3 separate regions of the Mus musculus genome follow, and regions 1 and 3 are each linked to region 2. A link is a contact called in public ChIA-PET and HiChIP or PLAC-seq data. All regions are on one chromosome and are shown on one strand. Each heading gives the region's core, a stretch centred on a gene start, on an enhancer-like site or on the middle of the called end of the contact. The rest is flanking DNA. Distances are from core to core; before and after follow the strand shown.

Region 1 (3,723 bases), core at 1,017-3,516, 710 kb after region 2:
AACTCTAGCTCCTTGGGATCACACAGACACACAAAGCAACAGTGCATATAAAAGAAAAATCAAATATAAATACAAACTTTCCCTTAAGAATGCTGAGAGTGGGAGAAATGGTCTTCCTCAGGAAAGAGCACACCAATTGGTTATCCAATACCAAACGGTCAGCACTAAAAACATACATACAAGTAACATTGTGTAAACTGAGAAGGTTGTTTTTATGCATTTAGGAATGTATATATATTACATATGCATATATATATTACATATGCATAGATAAATATATGGAGAAAGCCATGAGTTTGAAATTCAGGAGCATGGAAGGATTTGGAGGGATAGGAAGGGAAGGGGGAAATAATGTAATTATACCTAAAAAAATAAAATAAGTAATTAAAGACACTTTCTGAAATATCGACTTTATGTCTAAAAGTTGCTAACTTGCTTTCAGACAGTGATGGAAGCATCTTTAAGGAACGGCCTGTCTGTGTCCTCTTGACCTGCTCTTGTGTAGATTGGGCAGCGTGACATAGGAATGGGAACCTTTGCTTTCAGATTCCGAGCTTCTGCATTTGTTTTACCCGAAATATAGAATGCCAGCAATATTTTTGTTCATGTCTTTTTTTTTGTATAAAATGTTGGAAAAGCATTACTAAATTCTTAGTGGATAATGGAAGTACAAGTTTCTCTTAGATTTTATCTTAATGGAGCATAGAAGGTAGAAGCAAACTTAGATTAATTTGGTGGAACGTTTTTCTTACTGTATATTACTAAGCAATAGCAGTTTGATATTAACTTTTTAATTTTAACTTTAAGTGGTACTTGAAATAAAAGTAACTGGATGTGCCCTCCTATATCTGTAAAAAGACCAGGAGAACAAAGTCAAGACTACTTTAAAACAATTTCATCTACTGACAGCTGCAGATTTAAAGGTGCCATTTTCTGGCAGGTAGAGGAAGACGAGCCCACATTTTCTATTCACCAGCTTCAAGTATAGGTGACTGTCTACAGTGCAGCTTTAACTCGAACAAGCTTTAAACCAAATACTTTCATTATTATTTTGTTATACTTTATTACATATTTTTTATATTATTATTTTATTAAGAGGTTGAACAAATCTTTTACTGTCTAGAATATATGTCGGTCATATTTATTACCCCCTCACCTGTCTGACTTCCTTCCGAGCACTTTTAGGCTGAACTTCTCCCACATATATTAACTCCTTTGGAAACTAAAGTTTTAATCTAATTTTGGGAGGAGGGTTTGTTTTTTAAATGAATCTTCAATTTTCCGGTTTATAGTATTAGGAATATTAAGGAATGTTAAACCGAGGTTTCAGTTTTCAGATAAAAAGCTAACCAGTGTATCTGTAAGGAAACAGAAAGGAAGAGCTTGCATTGCCTCCCTTTGCTCACTTGTAAAAACAGTATTTCAGGTTAGTCGGACAGTGACTGCATAATGCAAATATCTAATAATTTTTTGTACTATTTGAATATCTAAATTTGCTCATTTGTAGTTGTTTTTATTTATTTTTTTTGTTTTTTGGTTTTTGTTTTTTTTTTTCGAGACAGGGTTTCTCTGTAGCCCTGGCTGTAATGGAACTCACTCTGTAGACCAGGCTGGCCTCGAACTCAGAAATTCGCCTGCCTCTGCCTCTGGAGTGCTGGGATTAAAGGCGTGTGCCACTACACCCGGCTGACTTTTTCTTAAAGTGGTTAATAAAGATAAGACTGATACTCAATGTATTGTGACAGACACTAGAGAACTCTTTCAGTTACAGATTCTGTAAGGGAAATTAGTGAACTCGGCAGGGTAGCACACATCTTTAATCCCAGCACTCCAGAGGCAGAAGCAGAAGACTCAGGGAAAGTTGGGGCTATATAGAGAAACTCTCTCTCCAAAACAAGAACAAGAAAACACAACCTTCATAGGAAGAAGCCATACAGATTACAGTAAAAGAATGTAGAGCACAAAACCTGTTGGGTTCCATTTTAGACGATGAAGAGAGCTTGATTGTCAACTGCAGTCATAAGCTCTCTCCCCCAGCCCTTTTCATGCGAGGTCTTTCAGCCATCATCTTGTGTAAAAAAAAGTATGGTGTGAAAAGCATGAAGTTGACTGGAACTCTTAACTGCACTTCTGAGAACCACGAGACTTTGAATAAAGTGAACCTGGTAAGGTAAAGACACCTCACTTGGGTATGGGCAATGCATATTTCCTCTTGCTATTCAGGAAGCTGGGGCAGGAAAACCACAAGTTAGCGACTAGCTTGGGCTACATGGTGATTTGAAGGCCAGTCTGAGTAAGCAAGTTAGTAAACAGAGGGCTGGAGGCGCAGAGGCTGACTAGGGCACAGTCTGGTTCTAATTTCAGAAGGACAAAGCAACAGCACTGCACCTTAAACTTGGGGCTATGTGATCATTTTGACCATAGCGACTTGCCCAAAATCCTGTCTTTGTATATGTGTAGGTTTTAGCTTTAATCCGTTTTTACATTTGTGCTCACTTCTTCCTTTTCATAGAAAATAGGTGCTGTAAACAGGTTTCCATTCCACTGTAAAATCCAGGTGGTAGCCGTTTGCATATTTCTTGCCCCTTTTTAATGCTGTTGATACATAATTGCACAGAAATTAGAGTTCTGGGGCATATCATTAGTATTTTTGTAAAAAATGCTTATATAATTACAGGTCCTTTTGGAATAAATCATGGGATTGAACTTCATTCAGATGTGGTGGAGTATGCCAAGGAAAAACTGGAGAGCTTCATCAAAAATAGTGATAGCTTTGATAAGTAAGTATTTATACCTGTAGTTTGGGTGTGAGACCAATTAATGAATATGTATAGTATGCCTATTCTTAAACAGTATCAGATCACTAATCCTGGCTAAGTGAATATAGTAGCGATCCCTGCTATACAGTAAGAAACACCATGTAATTTTTTATTAAATTATAGATAAATGTGTGATTACTGATCTTTTACTTATTAAATGTCAAACTTTTGGATAGAAAACAAGATGTTTGTGCTCACAGTACGTTTCTGTACCTGGTTTTGGCCTTTTGGTTGGTAGTTTAACAGTCTGTCTTCTGTTTGTCTATAATTTATATGCCAGCAGACAGAGGTCCTTCTTACTCCATAATAAATCTAGTAGAAATTACTGTATAAATACATTTGTATGTGTCATGTGGGGTTGTGTCTGGGAAATGTTTTATAGAATTGTTTACTTCTATCCAGGTTTCTTTTTTCCAAAATGTATTGCATAGGTGTTGATCCTTGACCCGCAGCAAAAGTGAAGATTTGGGCTATAATCACGTTGAAATTCTGCCTTGACAGTTTTGTGGAACAAGGGCTCTTTTGGTTGAATTTGAAATAACTCCTATGACTTGAAATAGCCTGCTGTATGTAGGGCTGTAGTGTAACTATTTCTGTAGAGCGCATGGTAGTTCCAATAGACAAAGCCTTTAAAGGGGCCAGAAGCATAGGCATACCACACAGTTACCATACAACAAGGTTTCAGTGTAGAACCTGACCCAGGCTCCAGGCGCGGCTTCTTAGCAGGGGCCTCTCACTTATCCCTAGCTCTGGCTCCAAATGCCAGGGGGAAAAACTGTAGGGGATCTGGGCCACTACCCAAGGTTTCATCTCAAGAGCACAAACATAGAGGAGAGTTCCAGAATGTATTTGAGTATCTTCCTTTTCTGCTTTTTTGCTCTCTTCCTTCTCCAGATGCCCTTGC
Region 2 (3,734 bases), core at 1,016-3,515:
GGTTCTGAGTCGTGGGAGCCAGGACTCTATGAACCAACGTACCACCTCCCCTCATCTTCCTCAGCCCTGCCTAAATGGAGAAAGAAACCACCAGCAGCCTGCCCCCGAGGTAATGTATCAAATCTACCCAGGGCCAGAGGCTGTCCTTCCCCTGTAGCTTCTGCTGACTGTGGTCCTACCTCTGCAAGACCAATGCTCGCAGCAAATTCTGAACAAGGAATTGGGGTGAAAGTTCTGTTCAGGTCACGACTGCCATGGCTACCACTTACTTTCTTTCGTACCATAGGCTGGGAGCCCTCACTAGGCCTCTTGGCCATGATGGTCCTTGGTCTCCCTTCTCCATGCTCATCTTCTTTAGTGGTAATCCGCTTCTCTTTGGCTGGCCGGAGTACTGCTGGCATCAGGGGTTCTAAGTAAAAACTGTCAGGCTTACTCTCCAAAGTGTCTGCCTGTCTCTGGGGAGACCTGATACTTGTACCAGGCCTGGGGCCTGAGGTGAGGTCCTGGGAATCTCTGGGGAAGGAGACACATCTGTCCTGATGATGGTTACAAGCTCCTCATCCTCAATGTTGACACTGCTCAGGAGGCTTTTCCCATTGCTCTTTCCAGAGGAAGGATGGGGTTGGTTCTGTGGGGTCAGGTGGATAATGTTAGATGCCAAGCTATCTTTGCTGATAGAGCGAGCTAAGCTGACACTGTCACCAGAACACTGGGATCCATACCACAACTTGCAGCATGATGGAGAGCAAATGATGTTGGCTGTGACACGGGCCTTTTTTTTTTTTTTTTAAATCTGGCCATGCTCCTATTGCACCTCGTGGCTGACCATCAACCCGAATTAAAGAATTCGATCTATGTTGCTAATCAGGGATTTCCTCTGTCTGTGACACTTTTTGCTGTTTCTGTCTCAGTGGCAACAAAGGATGGGACGGACTAAATGTGGAAGATCCTTTCCCAAGACACTCAGGTTCTTCCGAGTGGAGGTGGTACCAATGACTGCCTTCGGCGAGAGGCTGGGTGGATGGTGGCAGGTCAGCGGGGCTCATGGCAGCAGGGCTACCCAGGAAGCTGCGTTTGGTTGCATTGGAGATAGGGACAGGAGGCAGGCTGCTCTTCTGCTGTAACACTGTTTTAGCATCCTTTAGTTCTTGAATACCTCGGGGCTGAACAAAATCTGGTTTGACGTTCTCAAACCACCAGAAGAGCTCAGCGATAAAAACCATAACGTTCGGCTTCAGCACTAGGGGAGGATACAGCAGGGTGAGATAGAAACACTTGTTCAGATGCTCGTTGGAAAACTCCCCCAGAAGGTGGATGTTATAGAGGCTGTCAGCCATTGATAGCACCTCCTTCAGACAGATATCTTTTGATGAGCGGGACTTTCCAGTGCCTGCTGTTTTAATTTAACTTCTTTCTCTGTTATCTCTCTCATTTTAAGATTTACCTTATTGATCCAGAATACCATGGCATCCTCGAGGTCATAAGGAAGTTCTTTTGAGGCACTGAATGTAGAAAAGCGCTTGACACTGGCCACCACCTTCTCAATGCTGATCATCTCCACAGTGTAGGCCATCATCAGAGCATCCACCATTGCCATGTGGCCACTCGTCTTATAGGTGCCTGGCTGAGGTCAGCATCTGTCACAGGGGTATCATCACTCCCCATCACATAGATGCCCTTCCGGAACAGGGCCTGGATGACAGACTGGTGTCCTTGCAAGGTAGCCCCCTGGCCCCCTTTTAGGATGAGGCTGCAGACACAGCAATACAGCTCACTGGACAGGAGAAGCTTGATAACGGGTGGCTTAATGTGCTCTTGCTCATACTGGTCCATGTAAAAGGGGTCTCGGAGATCCTCAGGGATGTTGTCTAGGCCATAGGCCTTCGCACAGATCCACTGCAGGTTGGCAGCGATCTTGGCCAGCGCCATGTCACCAGGTCGACGCCCTCCGGGGGCGCCTCCATCCTCCTCCATCCTTCGGCGGCACAGCGACCGCCCGCGTCCAACGTCTGCAGACAAAGGCCGCGGCGGCCCGGCCGCAACAGAGCCGCCGCCGCCGCCCTCCCGCGCTGCCCGCCCGGGCGCACAGCCCTTAATTCACGGCCGCCGCCACCACCTAGGCTGCTGCAGCCGAGCCGAGGCCGAGAAGGCGCCGAGCGGGCCGGGCAGGCGGCGGCGGGCAAGCGCCGGCCGGCCGTGGAAGGCGCGGGGCAGGCGCGGGGCAAGCGCGGTGCGAGCACGGGCCAGGGACGGCGGTGGAGGCGCGTGCGCGGCCCAGGAGAAGCGGCAGCTGAGGCAGCGGCCAACGGGTGGGAGCTAACGCCTCTATGTGTCTTAATATGTTGCTCAACAAGTACTTGTCAGTATCACCTGCAAATGGTTCTCAAGTCAGCCTGTTGACAACTCTGTATGCTATCACAGGAAATCCTAGAAACAACACCTCAGGTAGCAGGGGGATGTAGAATCTGCTCTCAGGAAGGTGAAATGTTCCCGGAGTGGCACTGGGTTAGGGTATAGCACTGGAGGTGTAGCGAAGGTTCTGAAGGAGCTGTTTGGAGGCTCTAGTTCATAAGCATCATAATACCTGCCAGCTCTAGTCACAGCGAATGGAATCACCTCCATTCAGTGATGATGATAGCAGAAAGACAGGTTCTCTCCTGTAGGAGATTTGGCCTAGGAATCAGATCTCTCCATGGAAAAAAGACAAAGCTTGGAGAAGAAAGGTTAAAAAAAAACAAAACAACAACAACAACAACAACAACAACAACAACAACCCAGCTACACATTCTTTGATCGCCAGTGGTGACCTGCTTGTATGATGTGGTGGTACAATAGTGGCATAAAAGTTGTGAGAGGTTGTGGGAGTAATCAGCGACTGTCCAATTTAATTTAAGGCCCACTCTATGGGACGGAACATACGCCCAACACTGCTCAGATGGCCAAGAACCTAAGATTGTAAGATTGTAAGATTGCAGGCCGTGTGCCTACAAGAAAACCAAATACTGCTAAAGGGACATAGCAATATAATGACTCCTAATGATATTCTACTGTAGTCATAGCTCAGAGACTTAACAATTAGAGGCCCAGAATTGGACACTGTGGGCGGGGAGGGGGAGAGAGAGAATGCAACACTGAATCCTATATGGAATGTCTCTATCAGACCCCTCCCCCCAGGGCTCAGGGAACTCTGTAGAAGAGAAAGGTGGAAAGATTGAAAGAGTCACAACAGATGTATCACACCAAGGAAATGAGGCCTTCTAAACATTGCAGGATCAACACAATATGAACTCACAGAGACTGTAGCAGCATGCACAAGGCCTCACAGGTCCAAGCCAGATGGGATCCCAGCTGTAAAAGATGAAGTCCCATAAGTCTCATCGCTAATCCAGAAGCTATCTCCAATTGATAGCTACTTGCAAAGGAAAAATTAGGTTTCTCTAATGGAGACTCATTGGCTATACAAACTACAATCAAGGGTAGGCCCCATGTCCAGCAGTAGATGGCCAACACAAAATGAACTTAGTAGTATTTATGGAGATTTTCTTTCTCATGTTTTGTTTGGGCTTTTTCTTAAACATTACTGGTCATTTGCTTATATATTATGGTTTTGTATTTTCATAAGTGTGTGTGTGTGTGTGTGTGTGTATGCGCGTGTGCGCGCACATTTATGTGTTTTTTTTTTTTCTTTTTTGTCTTGTTTTAGTCTGGTTTCTTTCATTTGTCTGCTTCTCTTC
Region 3 (3,563 bases), core at 472-2,971, 760 kb after region 2:
CAGAAATATCCCTTCTAAGGTAAAGGATAAATTATTGCAATTAGCTCCTACCACGACCAAGAAAGACTTGTGTTAAGTGAGTCTATTTGAAATCTGGAGAGATGTATGATTGGACCAGAGCAGGTCACGAAGTTATGAGTAAGTTACATGAACAAGTTGCCTGAATGCCTATGGTTTCTACTTCTATCATAGCGCCATCTGGTGGCAGTAATACATAGGGTGCAGAAGCCAGAGAAGGGGATTGATTATTGGCTTGCTTATCATGGCTTACTCAGCCTGCTTTCTTTTCTGCCCTTTTAAAATATTCATTCTTCTCTTATACATTACATCGTAACTAAACTTTCTTCCCTGTCCATTCCTCCCAATCCCCTCTGTCCTCATTCTCTCTCCCTCAGATCCATTCCTCTTCCATTTCCCTTCAGAAAAGAACAGGCATCCCAAGGATATCAACTGATCATGACATAACAAGTTCAAATAAAACTTGGCACAAATCCTTATCTCAAGGCTGGACAAGGCAATCCACTTAATTGATTACGTAGGAAGTGTGTTCTTTTGGTGTCCTTTTCCTCTCTGGCTCATACAACCCCACCCCCATCTCCACCCCCTTCTGCTGTGTTCCCTGAGCTCTGCCTAATGTTTGGCTATGGGTCCCTACATTTGCTTATATCAGTTGCTGGATTAACTCTCTCTGATGATGTTTGGGCTAGGCTAAGTATAGCAAAATATCATTAGGAATTTTATTTTTCTTTTGTCAGTTGCGTTTGATTCTATCTTTAGTCTCTGTGCTATCCAGCTTCTGGTTCCAGGCTATCCAGATACTGTGAGGCATGGGTTACCTCTTGTGGTGTTGACCAGTCGTCATTGGCTGGGCACATCCAAAAGCCCTGCTTCACCATTGTTTCAGTGCATCTTGCAGGCGGGGAAGGAGTGGGTCATAGATTTTAGGGCTGGGTTACTGTCCCAGTCCTACCAGTAGGAGTCTAGCCTGTTTACAGAAGACAGTTGGTTCAGGCTCTGCATTGTCTATTACTAGGAGCCTGGCCCAAGGTCACTATTAGTATAGGGAATCTATTCTTTCCATTTGAAAACTCCAACACACACTCAAAATTACTGATGTATCTATCTTATCACTTGGAAATAACTCTCATACTCCCTAAGAACCAAATAAAATGAAAACCTTTACACTTTTATGGACATAAGGTTAGAAACAAGGAGAAATAGCTCTTTTCTCTCTTTGAGACATCCCACATTTCTACCTGTCTGTCTTCCCCTTTCCTAGATGTCCTATGCCTCCATCTGTCCCCTCCTCCTTGACAGTCTTGCCTGCTTCTAATCACAGCTCCAAACTTTCCCCTTGCACTTTCTGCTTTCGGGCCATTCAAACTTCTGCCACAGATCTGTAGGAACACCGTGGCTGACTGCTGGGCACTTTGCACCCCGCCCAACCCTAATCCTCAACAGCAAATTACCTCTGGCTAGCCCTGTTCCTACAGTGAGTGAGAGTGCACTGTCAGTACAGCCAGCCCTGCCCTACAACAGGTGTTGCGCTGCGATCTGAGTAAAGCCTTGTGCTCCACCGCCGGTGGCTTGAAACCTCCACAGGCATAGCAGTAACTGTGTGGCCACTTCTCTTCCTCTGAGGCACTGGAGCTACAGATCACACCTCTCAGGCCAGATCATTTTGAGCTATCAATGCAGGCCACGCCCACATCCCTCTTTCCAATCTCCATGACCATGGCCAGTCAGGTCCCTTGCTGCTATAAAATGCCCCACTGCCACCTTCAGTTGTTAACAGCAACCGCCTGCTTTTACCGCCAGCTCTGAAACCAGATTGCTTCCTTTTCCGATTCCCTCTCCAAACCTGAATTCCTCTCCAAGTCTCTGGTGCTCGATAAGCAAGGTGGGTTCTGCCTCTCCAACCGCCCTTAGCAAAGTTACCCAAACAAATCTTCCACCTATCTCCTCTGCTGTTTTGGCCCTTTCCTGCCACTCTCCACTTTCCTCAGTCCCGAAGCCCCACCCCTTCCGACTGCTCGGGGAGTTTGTTCAGATTGCATCAATCTGCACAACCTCCTCCTCTCTCTCTTGCTGCTGCCACTCAAAAGGCTCACTGTGGCTGCCACTCAAAAGGATCACTGTAGTCCCTGCTGTCCCTGCCCACCCTATCTGCAACTCCTTGTCAATGTCTCCTTTAGAATCTGACGGCAGCTCCCCTTCTTTCAGTCGTTTCCATACTCATTTTTGTGAGAGACTGCCTTTGCCCCAATTCTAACCCTTGGGAAAGTGACTGGCGTGGATAGGTCTGTTCCTTTCCTGTGTCCTGTTCTCTTTTGATGAATTTGCCCTATAGCATTACCTTCTTTGTCCTCTATATACTCCTTTCTATTAACCTCCTCCTCCTCCTCCTCCTCCTCCCCCTCCTCCTCCTCCTCCTCCTCCTCCTCCTCCTCCTCCTCCTCCTCCAGGAACCTGGGACAAAGGACTGCTGTGCATATTTTACATATCAAAGCAGACCTGGCCTCCAGGTTCTTCCTTCAAGGCCGGCCTCTACTTAGCACACCCTGCCCCCAACTCAGAACTTTCCAGCCCAAGGGCTAGGCTGCCCTTTCCTCTGAGGCTCCTCCCTATAAAATCTAGACATTCAGGGCGCTTGCACTCCCTCCCCCTCCTTTCTCTTCCCCTCCTCCCTCTTCCCTCCTCTTTCTCCTCTCTTCTCTTTTTTCTGAGTTCACACTCTTTCTCTCCTTCTCTCTCCCTCCCCTCCTCCTCTTCCCCATGGCGACTTCTTTGGCCTTGGTCTTTGGAGCCAGGGAACAGCTTCCCAATAAACCTACCTTTAATATAATCTAATTAGGTTTAAATTGGTTCATTTCACAGGCTTCAAAGAAATAACCTGTCAGTGTGTTTGGGAAAAAGCTTATGACCATACAACTCACCCCATAGGAGCTGCAGCAGTTCCTGATGTAGATTCTACTGAAATTGTAACAACAGACATAACTGCCAGGACAGAGACTGGATCATCACTTGTCTCCTCCCTGACCTGAGGGAGGAGACAAAAAGCTGTGTAAAGATTGTATTTCAACCTTGCAAATGCTAATTCCTATACATGGCAGACTTTGGTATTGTTATTTTTATGTAGCATCAGTGTTTTGTAAATATTCTTCTCAGATTGTAAACATTCACCTTCAGATTGGTCAATAAAAAGTTGGTCTGACAATTAACTGGGCTGAAGTGACTAGGATGGGATTTGGGACTTCCAGATTAGGGAGGGGGTGGGGGGTGGGGAGAGACAGACATGGAGGGAGAGAGGGGGAGGGGAAGAGGGGGTTATAACGGAAAAGGGAAAGAGGGAGAGGGGGAGAGGGAAGGAAGAAGAGGGGAAGAGGACCACAGGAGGAGGACTGTATGGAGAGAGAGACACCAGGAGGATTCCCCATGAGTTCAAGATGATAATGAAAGACCTCTGAAGGGAGACTCTCACTCAAGTCTCGGGATAATAGTGGACCCCCAAGAACTCACAAGAGACAAAACTTGATGCAAACCACGCGAGGCTTTATTCGAGG

What was found. ChIA-PET counts read pairs in DNA pulled down with a chosen protein or histone mark. HiChIP or PLAC-seq counts read pairs in DNA pulled down with a chosen protein or histone mark.
Region 1: a contact with region 2 is called in an RNA polymerase II ChIA-PET map of memory CD8 T cells, with 5 read pairs. The contact joins two enhancer-like sites. A contact is called at or near these places in 3 of 115 datasets of contacts at active chromatin or transcription factors (embryonic stem cells, memory CD8 T cells and pancreatic cancer cells) and 1 of 9 other capture datasets (embryonic stem cells).
Region 3: a contact with region 2 is called in an H3K4me3 HiChIP or PLAC-seq map of craniofacial prominence, with 6 times the contacts expected there. The contact joins two enhancer-like sites. A contact is called at or near these places in 1 of 115 datasets of contacts at active chromatin or transcription factors (craniofacial prominence) and 1 of 9 other capture datasets (embryonic stem cells).

What each region holds. Positions count from the first base shown.
Region 1 is chr1:7,144,960-7,148,682 of GRCm38.p6, forward strand. It overlaps Pcmtd1 (protein-L-isoaspartate (D-aspartate) O-methyltransferase domain containing 1), which reads left to right. Exons shown (of 6, transcript NM_183028.3): 3 at 2,678-2,780. Among named protein-coding and RNA genes, the nearest start is that of Pcmtd1, 58 kb to the left of the region's middle. Within about 2 kb of position 2,267, at least 23 of the 459 cell types and tissues checked have an H3K27ac peak or open chromatin away from gene starts, as enhancers often do. A contact at or near this core is called in memory CD8 T cells, where this site is marked.
Region 2 is chr1:6,439,291-6,443,024 of GRCm38.p6, forward strand. It overlaps the pseudogene Gm19026. Among named protein-coding and RNA genes, the nearest start is that of Alkal1, 82 kb to the left of the region's middle. Within about 2 kb of position 2,266, at least 78 of the 459 cell types and tissues checked have an H3K27ac peak or open chromatin away from gene starts, as enhancers often do. A contact at or near this core is called in craniofacial prominence and memory CD8 T cells, where this site is marked.
Region 3 is chr1:7,204,755-7,208,317 of GRCm38.p6, forward strand. No RefSeq gene overlaps it. Among named protein-coding and RNA genes, the nearest start is that of Gm23274, 59 kb to the right of the region's middle. Within about 2 kb of position 1,722, at least 98 of the 459 cell types and tissues checked have an H3K27ac peak or open chromatin away from gene starts, as enhancers often do. A contact at or near this core is called in craniofacial prominence, where this site is marked.